Linked DNA regions of Rattus norvegicus: region 2 is linked to region 1. Evidence: chromatin contacts called from public Hi-C data. All regions are on one chromosome and are shown on one strand. The core of a region is the stretch at or near the end of the contact, and the rest is flanking DNA. Distances in the headings are between cores, read along the strand shown. Region 1 holds the start of C2h1orf52 (similar to human chromosome 1 open reading frame 52). Region 2 overlaps Mcoln2 (mucolipin TRP cation channel 2).

Region 1 (6,254 bases), core at 2,935-5,434:
TAACCTTGGAATTATTCTCAGAACAAGTAATCTAAAGAGCTGAAAGCATTTTTGAAGACTTCTATGAAACACATTAACACATTAATAAGGGACATTTCTGCTTTTATTTTGACACTACAGGTAAGTCTACTGAGAAAACACAAACTACAATTGTGAAAATGAGTTCCCAGGAGTGGAGCAGGGCTCATGCCCTCTAGCGTCACAGCGAGGAGCTGCCTTAAACACCAGGGCAGAAAGGCAGCCGTTTGTACTAAAGCTATGACCATCTGAGTTTACTTATGAGCATTTCACAATTGCTACAAAAGCAGCACCGTTAGCGGTCGGGGGCAAGACTCGAATTAACCTTCTCAGTTCCTCTAAATCCCGAACGTAAGAAAGGAAGAAGAATATGGGAAGGCAAAATAAAAGCAAGGTGGCTTAGTAATTAATTACAAACTATAGATTAAAAAATGTCAGGGGCTGGGGAGATGGTTCTGGAAGAGAATTTGAATTCCCGTAGTCTTTGCAAAAAGCCTGATCACTTAACACATGTCTGTAATTTCAGAGCTCACATGGCAAGGTGGGAGGCAGAGAGAATTCCCAGCTCTAAGGCCAGATAGACATGGCATACATACATGAATAGCAGAGAAAACGTCTCAAACAAGGTAACAACAAGACTGACACCCAGGGTGGTCCTCTGGTCACCACACTCACATATGTACAAAGAGAAAATGTTAGGCAAATTAATATATACTTAATATACTTCATATAGCACGGGAGTCTGCAATGGCAAAAACCATTTCTCAACTGGAAACCACTGGCTGAGGATGTGGCTGAGATGGCAGTGTTCACTTAGCAGAAAACCCCACGTTCAAAATGGGTAGGGTGGTACAGACTCAGCCTGAGAGCAGAGGCAAGAGGATCAGACGTTCTCGGTCATCTGGCTACATAGTGAGTTTTCAACTCAATTTCAAAAAAAGGTGTGGGCTACTTATTAATAGAGTACCCAACATGCAAGTCCAAATTAACCATTTGATGTCTATTTTTAATGTGTGCCCCCAACCCCTTCCTAAGACAAGGTTTCTCTTCTGCCTGGAGCTTACCTACTGTTAGCCAGGCTGGCCTTCAAGCCCCAGAGATTCTCCTGTCCCTTCTGCCTCCCCAGGATCTGGACTGTAAGCATCGACACTTTTATCTGTGAGGAAAGCACTTTGACTGTGCTACATCCTCAGCCTCAGGACGACCTTTGAGTCCTACGATGTGGCTTTACACTAGAAAAACCTTCCTTTCCTTTTTTCCTATTGCTGACACTCACTTTCTAATCAAAAGGATAGAATTAGCTATAGCAATGTGGGCACTATTTGCCATTTATTTGAATTTCTGGTAATTGAACCCAAAAGTTAAAAACAGAGGATTCTTGCTTACTTGCATATAATTCCTGGTCTTTATTCTAAAGGGACAGGGACATTAAGAGCACTAGACTATGGCACCCTGGGTATCAATTCTGGTCCCTGAGAAGAATGATTATCTCCTAAACGGTGAAAACAAGGCAGCAAACTTCAGCTAACAAGACACAAATCCTATTTCAAGGTTGACCTTGGAGTCCTACTTTGTCAGTTCCCAACGGTGTGAACTTGGCTGAATTCATTCATGCCAGACTGTGTTCTCATCTGCGAGACAGTGAGAGACAACTACGAGTCACTACTGTGTCAGCTTGCTAATGATATTAATAAAAAGTACTTACTACAACCTTGGAGAAGTCTTTAGCTCTCATTTCTACATTTACTCATTCTAATTTTGTAGGACTCTGTAAGGATTATTTTACTCAAAAATATCTCTTAATCAAAGTACCATTTAATAATTACTAAAAATTTTAAGATAAACACAAACAAACAAACAAACAAAAAAACCAACCACCACCACCACCAACTGAAAACCTGGACACCTATACACCTATAGCCCCAGTGCTGGGGCGTGGGAGGAGGGGGGTAAAGGCAGGGGCAGCAGGGGTTCCAGGTCTTCAGCTATGTAAGATGATGCCTTGCTAAACAGATCAAAACACCCCTTCTCTTAAACATCTCTCTGTAAGGATGGACCCCGTATTGGAAGATCAGAAATCTGTTAACAAAAATACCACCAAGCTCACTCTAACAGTCATCCTCTGAGCGCTCACAATGTACTAGTAACTTAGGGCACATACAGGGCTGGATCACAGCTTGCTGCCTGATTGTGAAAAAGTAACCACACACAACTGAGCAGCACCACCAGCACATCCAGGTAGAGGAAAGTAAATGCTGGACATCTTCTCACTTTGCTTTCTGTGAGATGAATGGCTCTACCAGCCAAGAGTTTAAAGCATTCAGTCCAGACTAAGGTGCACACTAAAACCAAGTGTGTGTGTGTGGTCCACTCGAGCCCTTTAAAATGATGGTGCTGAGGGGGACTGAGCGGGTCACACAATTCTCCAGCTCTTAGTCTGTGCAGGTTCGGGCCAGTCAGTTCTCCTATCAGATATGAGCTGCAGCAGCTCACCGCTGCAGGTGGGGACTGAAGGGTTTGCAGGCAGGGATTACTGTGACCGTCTAGGCGAGAGATAACCGACATTACCAACAAGGCAAGGAAACCAAGCCACTACTCCAGGACCGTTCCTCCCAACAGCTGACTGCACTCTGCAACCCTGATTTTAGCTCTGAAGCACAAGTGCATGAACAGACACGAACAAAGCCTTCACTCAGCGTGTCACAAATGCAGGTACAAGAACCCGTGAGCTAACACCTCTGCTCTAATAAGGCATCATAAGCCCATATAACCTGAGACTACTTTCGGGCAGAATACTTATAAATGGAGCAGAAAATGGGGGTGCTGGCACATGCCTTCAGTCCTAGCACTGAGGTACTGAGGCACAGACAGGCTGGCCTCACTCAAGAGACTGGTCTACCATATGAGTTCCAGAACATCCAGGTTACATAGACCTTGTCTCGCACAAAATAAAACAAAAAACTCAAATGATCCAAGTAATTTCTTGTTAGTATCCAAAAACCACTCTGGACAAATCTTCCAATTCACTAGGCTCTAAACTTTTTCAAGGAGTATTTTCTTCTTTCTGAGAAGCACCAAGGGCTAAAATCTTAAAACGCACTCTTCTTACCTGATTCCACCGTCTCCTCCCCTTCCGGCAGAAGCCTGGCTTTCTTAGCATTCTGTGGGGCATCATCACCATTGTCTTCATAGATGTTCGACCATTTTATCGCCATGTCCAGCTCTGGCGGCGGCGGCTTCTTCTCAGCAGTGTAGGTCTCTGGGGGCGGCACGCAGTTGGACTTCCAGATTTTGAATTCCTTTGGAGGCTGTTAAGTAAGCACATTAAGAAGCCCTGTGACGAACCGAGGGTCCCGCGGTGGATACGAGCGCATGCACCTCCCTGCCGTCTGCTCATCTTTCTGGCTGACTTTTTTTTTTTTTTAATTCTTTAGGCTTAAAAGACACTTTTTTTTCTCATCAACATCACAACACTGTTAGGTGAAAAGTCAAAGGGTTCCCTGAACAAATAAAGCTAATAACTTTTAGTTACCAAAGAAGAATCCAGTCTCAGATACTACGGCCAGGCTGACCCCTTCAGGAGGCTGCAGCAGAGACACTGTCTTGGAGGCAGCAGCGCAGGCACTTCGGCGTCAAAGGGAAGGGGTCTCGGGGAGAAGCTGCAGCGGGGGGCGGGGAGTCACCACCGTTAGTCGTCGCCCGGCTGGGGGCCCCGAGCGCGGAGGGGCGGGCCCGGGCTGACACCCCCCGGGCTCCCGGGGCCGTGGGGACGCGCGGCATGCCGCGGGCTGAGTGCGTGTGGGGGGCGGACGTCGGGCCCCGGGGCGGCCGCGGAGCCGGGGACCTCACCTCCTCCGGCGCCTTCACCACATGCCGCTCCCAGTCGATCTGCTTGTTGAGCGGGTTGTAGAGGAAGGCCGGGCGGGTCACGCTGCGGAATAGCTCGTCGGGGCCGGGCAGCCGCTTCTCCGCCTGCTTCCCGCGGCCGCCCGTCGTCGGAGCCGGGGCCGCCTCCTTGCGACCCGCGTCTTCCGGCTCGCTGTTCTCCTCGTCCGACGAGTCGGAGCTGCTGCTCCCGTAAGCCGCGAAATAGCTCAACGGGTCCTTCTCTTCAGCTGCCATGACGGCTGCGGGTTCCCACCCTCTCGGCCGGAAGCCGGAAGCCGGAAGCCACGACTGGTTCCGCCCCCTAGGCTGGGAAGTGATCGGTTTGCGCCCCCTAGCGACAGAGCCGCGCGGCTACTCTTGGGGAGAGTGGAAAGAGCCAGGAGGCAGGGATTCCACAAACCTCCAGCAAGGTATCTGCTTTTTCCTAGGGATCCCTGGGAAAAAGCGTGGGAGCCTTAGGATACCTGGAGGGAAACCAGTGACTCTGGGCTTGTAATTTAAAGCACAGAAAAGCCAAACACGGTGATGCATACCTATAATCCTAGGTTGAGGAGGGTGGGCTATTGACAATGTGAGGGCCAGCAAGGCGCATGTAAGGCCCTCCTTAACGGCTAGTACTATGCAGGAGACACTGTATAAAACAGTAAGAACAAACAAGCAGGGGCTGGGGGTGCACACTTCTAACCCCAGCACTTAGGAGGATGAGGCTGGAGGATTGTATAAACCAGAGGCCAATGCGGTAATGATGCCCCGCCCCCCAAGTTGGTATCACTGTAAATATTTAGATCCCAGTTAAGAATGCCTGGTCAGAACACAGTCATTAATACCTTGCCATTTGGTCTAATTCTTATCTCCTAAACTCTACAGAACAGTACTGTAAGTTTGGTAATGGAAGGGGCTAGATTGCCTTGTTCATGTTTATATTCCTAGTATTTATTCTGGTGGCCACCCGCAGGCTACATCAATGAGTATCACTGGATTATAATTTCTGAGATAATAGGGCTGTGTGTTTCTAGAAAAAGTTCCTTCTATCCAAGTACCTAGACTTGACAGAGATAAAATTGTTCCCAAAGTACAAAGTCCTAGGGTTACCTAAGTCATCCTCAGTTCTGATACCATCAGCAAATTCAGGTTTCCCTCACCCATCCTCGTCGGGCCTGATGACGTGACTGAATTATAGAATCCCCTGACAGCTGAATAACCATATCTACAGTTACAGTTTACTACAGCAATGAAAACAGCATCAGACCAATGAAGGGAAGAGGGACAAGGAGTGGTCTAGATGATTCCACATCCAGAGCTTCTGGCTGCATCCCTAGCACCCATATAAACCGGGTATGGTGGTGGTATCTGTAATCTCAGCCCTGGGGAAATGGGGGTGAATGCACAAGGATTGGACATCCACGGCCATGCTTGTTTATATAGTGAGTTTGAGGACACCCCAACTTACTGTGAGGCTCTCTCAAAAACAAACCATAATGAAGCAACAAGGACAAGTAAAAACGACGCGATTTCCAGAAAATTTGAGAGGAGTTGGGGTGGCAGAAGTCTCTTAGATGAGATAAAAACCTCGAGCTTTTAAAATTTAAACTCGAAAAGTTGATTGCCAAGGGTTGCGAGGTGGCTCTGTCAGTAAGGTGCCTGCTGCACACATAGGACCACCGAGTTTGGGTACCCAACACCCATATAAAAGCTGGGTGTAGTGGTCCATCTGTAACCCTAGGGCTTGGGGGAGCAGAGCCAGGGGGATCCCAGGAACTGCCAGTCTAGTCAAATGGTGAACTGAAGGCTGAGAAAGTCAGTCTCAAACAGTAAGACAGAGAGCAACCGACAGACATCGGCCTCAGGACTCCAAACATAATACACCACTAACATGAACTCACACATATACTACACCCACCCGCCACATGCGGGTGCATAGTTATTCATTAAAACAAGTGAAAGTAAAACCAAACTTCCTAACGGCCACTACCCTGGCCCGTTTCACTTTGCAGTCCTACGCTAAGGATGAGCCTCTTCAGAGAGGAACTCTCAGACACAGCCTGAGGGGGCCTCGGTCTTCACGCCCCAACAAGACATTCTAGATAAGGTCTAGAAGAGAGCTGCTAGGGTTGGGTGGGAAGGGAGGCTGAACAGACACACCAGGAAAGACTATTTTTAGGCAGTGAAAATAAACCATTTTTGGGGGTTAATATGTAACATTATACACTTCTAAAACCTTTCAAGTTATATAATGGAGGACCCCAATATAGACTCTGGTTAACAACAATTAATATTGGTTCATAATCTATACAAGTTATCACATTAATATAAGAAGCATGGGACACAGTAATGATGGGTCTTTACTC
Region 2 (6,899 bases), core at 4,092-6,591, 230 kb before region 1:
CAGACCATGTAGACACTCAAGACCCTCGGATCCCTCAGCCATCGGAGACCACACACATCTGAGATGCCCCCACACCTGCCAATGGCTCTTCAGGTGTGCTCAGACCACACACACACACACACACACACACACGCACACACACACACACACACACCTGCCACTGACCCCTCAGGTGTGTTTAGGAGAAATGTCTGCCCTGTGTACCAGCAACTTACACGAGTAAATAGAGACATTAGAAAATAAATACGAAGCCCATCCCTCAGTCGCCCCAAACTCAATCCCCATTCAAATGATGCCATCAGGCATTCCCACAGCACAGCCTCCTGGGGAAGAGCGAGAAGCAGCCTCATGCCGCAGGTGAGAGGAAGGAGAAAACGTGAGACGCAGGCTAGTCTCCAGAGAAATCCGTGTCTTACAGCACCTGAGGTCATCCGGGAGAATATACGGTTTTAGATGCCCCTTACCTTGGCTTTGATTTCCATCTTCAATATGGATCCAATTATTGTCATGAGGTCGCTGATAGTGACCAGGACGTACCATCCATTGATGAACTCCCACCGGTCAGCATCACACACGTGTTGTTTGTACTTCTCCAGGAAGAAGTTTAGAAATCTCTACCACAAACATTTAAAAAGCACGTCTTACAAATGACACTGCCCTCTGGAGGCAGAAGGCAAGAGCGAACAAGATGGCAGACCTACCTCGCAGGGAGACAGTGCCACAGACTAAACTGTGCTGTCAACTCCCGTGTAAGCAAGCATTTGAGCATCTGCTAGATTAACCCAAACACCAAGCACATCCACTGCCCCTCCAACAGCGATATCCCAGAGTGTGTTCCAAATACTGCAAATGATACCCTCATAGAGCTGACTGATGACATCTCGTTGAACTAGGATCCTCCTGGGGTCCAGATGAGGACAATGTGTCCCCCCAGTGCTGTCCCTGAACTTGGCAGGGAGGGACCTCAACCTTGGATTCAGAATATCCAGAGGGTTGGAAGGCAGATATGAAGTAGATGTTTACAAAGTGAAAGTCTGGCAGTTTAAGAGCGCTGGCTGTTCTTCCAGAAGACCTGGGTTCGATTCCCAGCACCCACGTGGCAGCTCGAAACTGTAGCTCCAGTTTCAGGAGATCTGATGCCCTTTCCTGGCCTCTGGGGGCCCTGGATGCACATGGTGCACAGACGCGCATGTGTGCAAAACACTCAGACATAAAATGAAAGTAAATAAATCTCAAAGAAATAATTTGAAACCAAAGTGGAAATCAAGATCTAAGAAAAGAGAACACGGGCTGTTTCCTGCTCTGAAGATCAGATTTCAGGGTCTTCCCGTTTCCCTAACCCCAGTGGGAACCTCTGACCTCAGGCCAGAGTAACACACAGGTAAGCTGAAGTCAGTAAGTTCTCCTGAGAAAACATGCTTTGTTACAATTAAACTAGTTAAGAAATCAAATCTAATTATTTTGTATTTCATTATAGCTCACTCCTTGTCAAAGTGAATTTGGACTTGAAGACAAAAGATGGAACCCACCCGTGCTCTTAGGATCATCCCTGTAATAAAATTTTTCTTCTGAGAGCTTCTAAATGCTTGAGAGATCACCACAAAACCTGTACTTGTTAGCTCAATTTTAAGCAGAATGATTATCTGACCCTCGTAAAATGACTAAAACTTTTTCCTTCTTAAAGATTGTCTGTGAGGGGCTGGAGAGATGGCTCAGCGGTTAAGAACACTGACTGCTCTTCTAGAGGTCCTGAGTTCAAATCCCAGCAACCACATGGTGGCTCACAACCATCTGTAATGGGATCTGATGCCCTCTTCTGGTGTGTCTGAAGACAGCTGCAATGTGCTCATATAAATAAATAATAAATCTTAAAAAGAATTGGATGTGTGTATATGTGCATGTATGTTCATATGCACATGTATTATGTGTGCACATGTATGTGTACATATATGTGGAGGTCAGATGTAGAAGCCAGGTGTCTTCTTCAACCACTCTCCACCTTTGTTTGTTTGTTTGTTTGTTTGTTTGTTTGTTTGTTTTTAACAATGTCTCTCAGTGAACCTGGATTTTGCCAGACTGACTGGCCAGTGAGCCCCAAGGACTCTACCGTTCCATCTCCCCAGAGCCACTCACAGCCCTGTCCAGCTCTTTTCTGTGGGTGCTGGGACTCAAACTCAGACCCCCATGTTTGCATAGCAAGCTTGCCTGTCACACTAGTCCCCACGGCCTCTTCTTACTTCCTGTGCCTCAGGGTAGTAAAGAAAAGTAAGAAAGGAAGGCATAGCCCAGGATCCATGGTTCCCATGATTCAGACTAATGCGGGCTGTAGACTGAGTGGAGGGAGAAAGGGAGGAGCCCTTCTTACCTTCCTCAGCCTCAGAGCAAGAACAATGGATCTTGTGCACAGGATAAGGGATGCCAGGCAGATCGCAATGACAAACACATCAAACACCAGGACGTAGCGGGTGCTTCTCTGAACTGCAGAGCAAGGCAGGATGCAAATAAAGTTAAATAACATCTTGCACAAGTTGTGCAGAATAATCTTTTCAGCAGATGGCAGTCCGAAGGGAAATTCAAAGGAAAGCCGCTTTTCCCTTGTTGAAAGGATAGCTACGAGAAGCAGTATCATACTGCACTCATTCAGACGTCCACGGACAAGCTGACACACCCTGAGGGGAAGAGCCACGCACTTACAAATGTAGGCAGTGTTAATCAGTGCACTTCAGTTCTTTATAAATATTTACTGCAGAACAGAATTCAACAGAATGCAATCCGTTTGGGCTCCACTCAGAAGAGGCCACTGTGGCCTGCGTCGCTTCACACAACGGCACGGAAAACGAGTTTCCCTTATTAATAAGAGAGCAAATTTAAATGCCACACTGAGAAGCCCCTCAGCTTCAGGGCCCACTGTCCCACCAGAGCACCAGTCTGACATGGTTTTCCTACACGTCAGCACCAAGAAAGGAACTCTGGGGACGAGTGAGTGAGTAGAGTCGCGTGTTTCCTTTGGAATGCACAGTGGCAGGAGAGTGTGACAGAGAGGGACAGATCTGTAAGTGTAGCTGCTCACAGACTGCATGGTCCACGCCCCTGGTGCTGGTCTCCCCAGCCACACTGTCACCACACCGGCCTCCCTCATCCCTGCCTGGGGGACCGTCCACAAGCCACACACAACTGTACTTGGCCAGAATAGTACTTCAAATTATTTGTTTTGGGGGTCAAGTTTCCAATTTTTCTTTTTTATTTTATTTTATTTATTTATTTATTTATTTATTTTTTGGTTCTTTTTTTCGGAGCTGGGGACCGAACCCAGGGCCTTATGCTTCCTAGGCAAGCGCTCTACCACTGAGCTAAATCCCCAACCCCTTTCTTTTTTATTGATCAATTCTGTTGCTTGGCAGTTTTATACGTTTGTATAATGTATTCTGGCCTCCGTGCCCTGTCCTCTTGGCTCCTTCTCCTTCTCATCAATACCTAATCCCCTTCTCAGATTCATGGTCTGGTTTGTGACCCATCTGTGTGACCATTAGTCAGAACTTTGTGTTGGAGTCTGGCGGGGGTCACAGACGGGCATCCAACCGAACATGGTGGTTCTTGCCTTACTGAATCTGTGTGTGTGGTAGGTCCCTCCTCCTCCCGGGTCTGACTGTCCACCACCCGATCTCATGCATTCCCGGTGAAGAAGGCCTTTGATTCTGCAGCTGCTGAGCCTCTGAAATGCTTTGGAAATGGCTGCGACTTGCCCAGGTGATACCATTTCACGGCCTCCCTCCTTTCCCTCCACTGCCTTCTCGCCCCCACTCCTCCTCTCTCTGCTTCCTGGTTGTACGTTAAGGTGTGAGCCCTCAGCTTAGTTCTCCATGTCTGTGGTGTACTCCACACCTGTCTGTCACGATGGACTCTCATCCCATAAGCCCCAGTAAACTCCTCCTTTCCTAAGTCGCCTTGGTCATGGTGTTTGATGGCAGCAACAGACAAGCAACTAACACAATAACCTATGCTGAATGCAAACTAGTGAGAATGCTCCTGCCTCAGCTTCCCACGTGCTGGCAACATCCAGAAGCCATTGATTTCTTAACCCCACTGAAGACATCTTGCCTTGCAGAAACATCTCCCAAACCTGAGTTTGGAAAACACTGGGTCAGAGTTATTCCCAGCCACTCTGACTAGGGACAGTCCACACCCACTCACTACACCCTCCCAGATACCTGATGCTTATAGACACTCTACCACTATCTGCCTGAGGGACTCTGACTCAGTGCTATCCGATCTTACTAACTCTCAGTCCTGCAGTAAATAAACACCATTACACCCCATCACCACAGCCCTGTCCACCTTCTAAAGCCTCATGTGCCTGGCTATAAACTATAGCATATAAGATATAAGTTCTGGAGATCAGAATGCCCCTCAGGAAGCAGGTGAGGTGTGGCCGAACCTGGACATTGCCTGTTTTCGTTTTGAGGAAATGTGGATAACTGTGGATAGTGCCAAGAGGAAGCAAGCAGCCGCCGGGAAGCTGGGTGGGTGAGTAGAACATCAGAATACTTGGGAAACAGCGACCAGAGCCCACTAGATGTCGCCTGACTTCGTCTCATAGGCAGATCTCTCAATCCACCACACAGCTTCCAATGGAAGGGGTGGCATAACCCATCTCCTAAACTGATTTTAGATTAGTTAGATTTTTAGTAACTTCACAACCCCTCGCTCTATTTTAAATGTATGTTTTCCTAGTGATGAGGTCGAGTTTCTAAGACACGGCCTTAGGAATCACACATTTTAGGTCTGTGTGGCATGTGCTTCTCTCTGTTGGCCACACGGGGGAGCAAGAGTTCTTCTGTTCTGTGCATCCGTATTGTGGGGTGTGTGGAGGGAATCATTGTCCCGGGAGCTCTGTGGTTCACTTTGATCCTCATGGTGACTATTGTAAATCACAGTTTATATATGGCAAAGGCTACTGCCCTCTCCAAACATATAGCTTCAACCTTTGCTTGAACGTGAGGGTTACAATGTTGGTGCTGCTCTTTGAGTTATCTGCTGTGAAGTAGAAAATCCATTTTAGCGTGCTTCCTTAAGAGGAATGACTGAGCCCAAAGCTAGAAAAGAAAAAGAGAACTTCAAGATCATCAGCCATTGTACAGCTGAAAAGGAATAAGCCACCATGGAGTAAAAATCACATGACTCGGGGGGGTGGGGATTTAGCTCAGTGGTAGAGCGCTTACCTAGGAAGCGCAAGGCCCTGGGTTCAGTCCCCAGCTCCGAAAAAAAGAACCAAAAAAAAAAAAAAATCACATGACTCATGTTTTGTCTTTCTGGTCATGTGGTCCTAGTGAGTTCATTTTAATGGAGCTCGCCAGTTCACCATGCCCAGCATTCTTCAGTGACACTGCCCTGACCACTAATAATCAAAACGGGATCCACATATCTTACGCTCCTCTTTTGGCTTAGGCTGGCCCTGAACTCGAAATTCTCCGTGTGTCTTCCTGCATAGCTGAGATTACAGGTATGTGATGCCAGACCCAACCCAACAAGGTTATTTAAATATGTGGACCATAAGGTGACCGAGATGTCCCCATGTTTATTCAGGTTCACCCTGGGGACTTGACTCTTCTGCTTGGTCCGAGGCTTTGCTCAGAGCACACCTCCTCCAAGGGTCATTTCATGACTCCACTGAGCCCTGGTCAAATTCACTCATTTCCCTTCTTGCTGAGGCCTTCCATACCTCCTCAGCTATCCCTACTCATAGCACACCAGAGATCTGGTCACATGGGTCTACCTCGCTAAGGCTTTCCCTTCTCACAGTCATCAGAGACAAGCAACTCTGATGACTTCTGTTCCCAGCACTCAGCACCAACACCCTCAATAGATACAGCCATTGCTCTTGCTTTGCAGAGGAAAACTCTGAGACAGAGAGGCCAGGCAATAGGTCCAAGCCTCCAGCCATGACGCACAGAACCAGAATGCAAGCTCAGGCCATCCGGCTGCAAGGATCAAACGCCCAAACCACCGACTCAAGAAGCGATAAACACTTGCTGACTTGGCCTGGCGTTTGAGCTGTGTTTCTGAAACTTCTCCCCCACTGCCTTCCATACCAACCACATGGGTTCTCTAAGTCCCCCAAACTTCCTCCAACCCACGAAGGACAGACTGAACGGCACACTTACGAGACCCAGATAAGTTCATGTGTTTACATTCTTCTATGTTGGCCTCGCTGTTAAAGTAGATTTTGATTTTTCCACTGTGGGCCGTGTTGTCGAAGGTAATCTAGAGACAGAAACGGAGAGGTTACAGTCCAGCGAGGCAGGGGTCGGGTGGGAGTTGTCGGGAGTCAGCAGCACCCAGATGGAATTCTGACACAGAGACTGCAGGGATGAGAATCCCTCTGCATGAGGGTTCTGGTCCAGCTGCTCTTGCTATGGTGAAACGCTGGCCTTAAGCAGCTTGGGGAGGAAAGGGGTTATAATTCCAGGTCATACCCCAGCCCTGAAAAGAAAGTCACAGAAGGAACTGTAGAACATGCCACGGAGGAAGTCTGCTCACTGGCTTGCTACATTCAACCTGCTTCCTGGTCTAGCCCAGGACCTGTCCACGGAGAGCAGGGCCTCTCCTGCATCAGTGAGCAGCCCAGAAAGTGCCCCACTGAGATGCTCACCAGCCAGTCTGATCTGGGTAATCCTTCAGTGAGCACACCCTCAGGACGCCATGGGCTGTGTCAGGCTGACAGCTGAAGCTAACCGGGAGGATTTGTTTATAATTTTCTTTTAATGATTAAAAACTATAGTGTAAAAGGTGAAGGTTTTCTGTGGGTGCTGGGGATTTGAACTCAGATCCCCACGCTTTCCGTATCAAGCCACCTTCCCAGCCCAGGAGTAGGGTTTTAGAGAGTTGGAAAGGACTGGCTC

Evidence for each region. Hi-C and Micro-C count contacts between places; a contact is called where the count stands out from the background.
Region 2: a contact with region 1 is called in a Hi-C map of the A7r5 cell line, with 4 times the contacts expected there. The contact joins the enhancer-like site here to the promoter of C2h1orf52 in region 1. A contact is called at or near these places in 12 of 12 Hi-C or Micro-C datasets (the A7r5 cell line, the Rat2 cell line, Schwann cells and 7 more) and 1 of 1 datasets of contacts at active chromatin or transcription factors (oligodendrocytes).

Annotation. Positions count from the first base shown.
Region 1 is chr2:237,511,641-237,517,894 of GRCr8, reverse strand. It overlaps C2h1orf52 (similar to human chromosome 1 open reading frame 52), which reads right to left and starts at 4,184. Exons shown (of 3, transcript NM_001395135.1): 1 at 3,868-4,184; 2 at 3,128-3,326. The coding sequence starts at 4,140.
Region 2 is chr2:237,743,258-237,750,156 of GRCr8, reverse strand. It overlaps Mcoln2 (mucolipin TRP cation channel 2), which reads right to left. Exons shown (of 14, transcript NM_001039005.1): 7 at 6,162-6,261; 8 at 2,366-2,478; 9 at 465-614. Among named protein-coding and RNA genes, the nearest start is that of Mcoln2, 33 kb to the right of the region's middle. Within about 2 kb of position 5,341, at least 2 of the 93 cell types and tissues checked have an H3K27ac peak or open chromatin away from gene starts, as enhancers often do. A contact at or near this core is called in the A7r5 cell line, where this site is marked.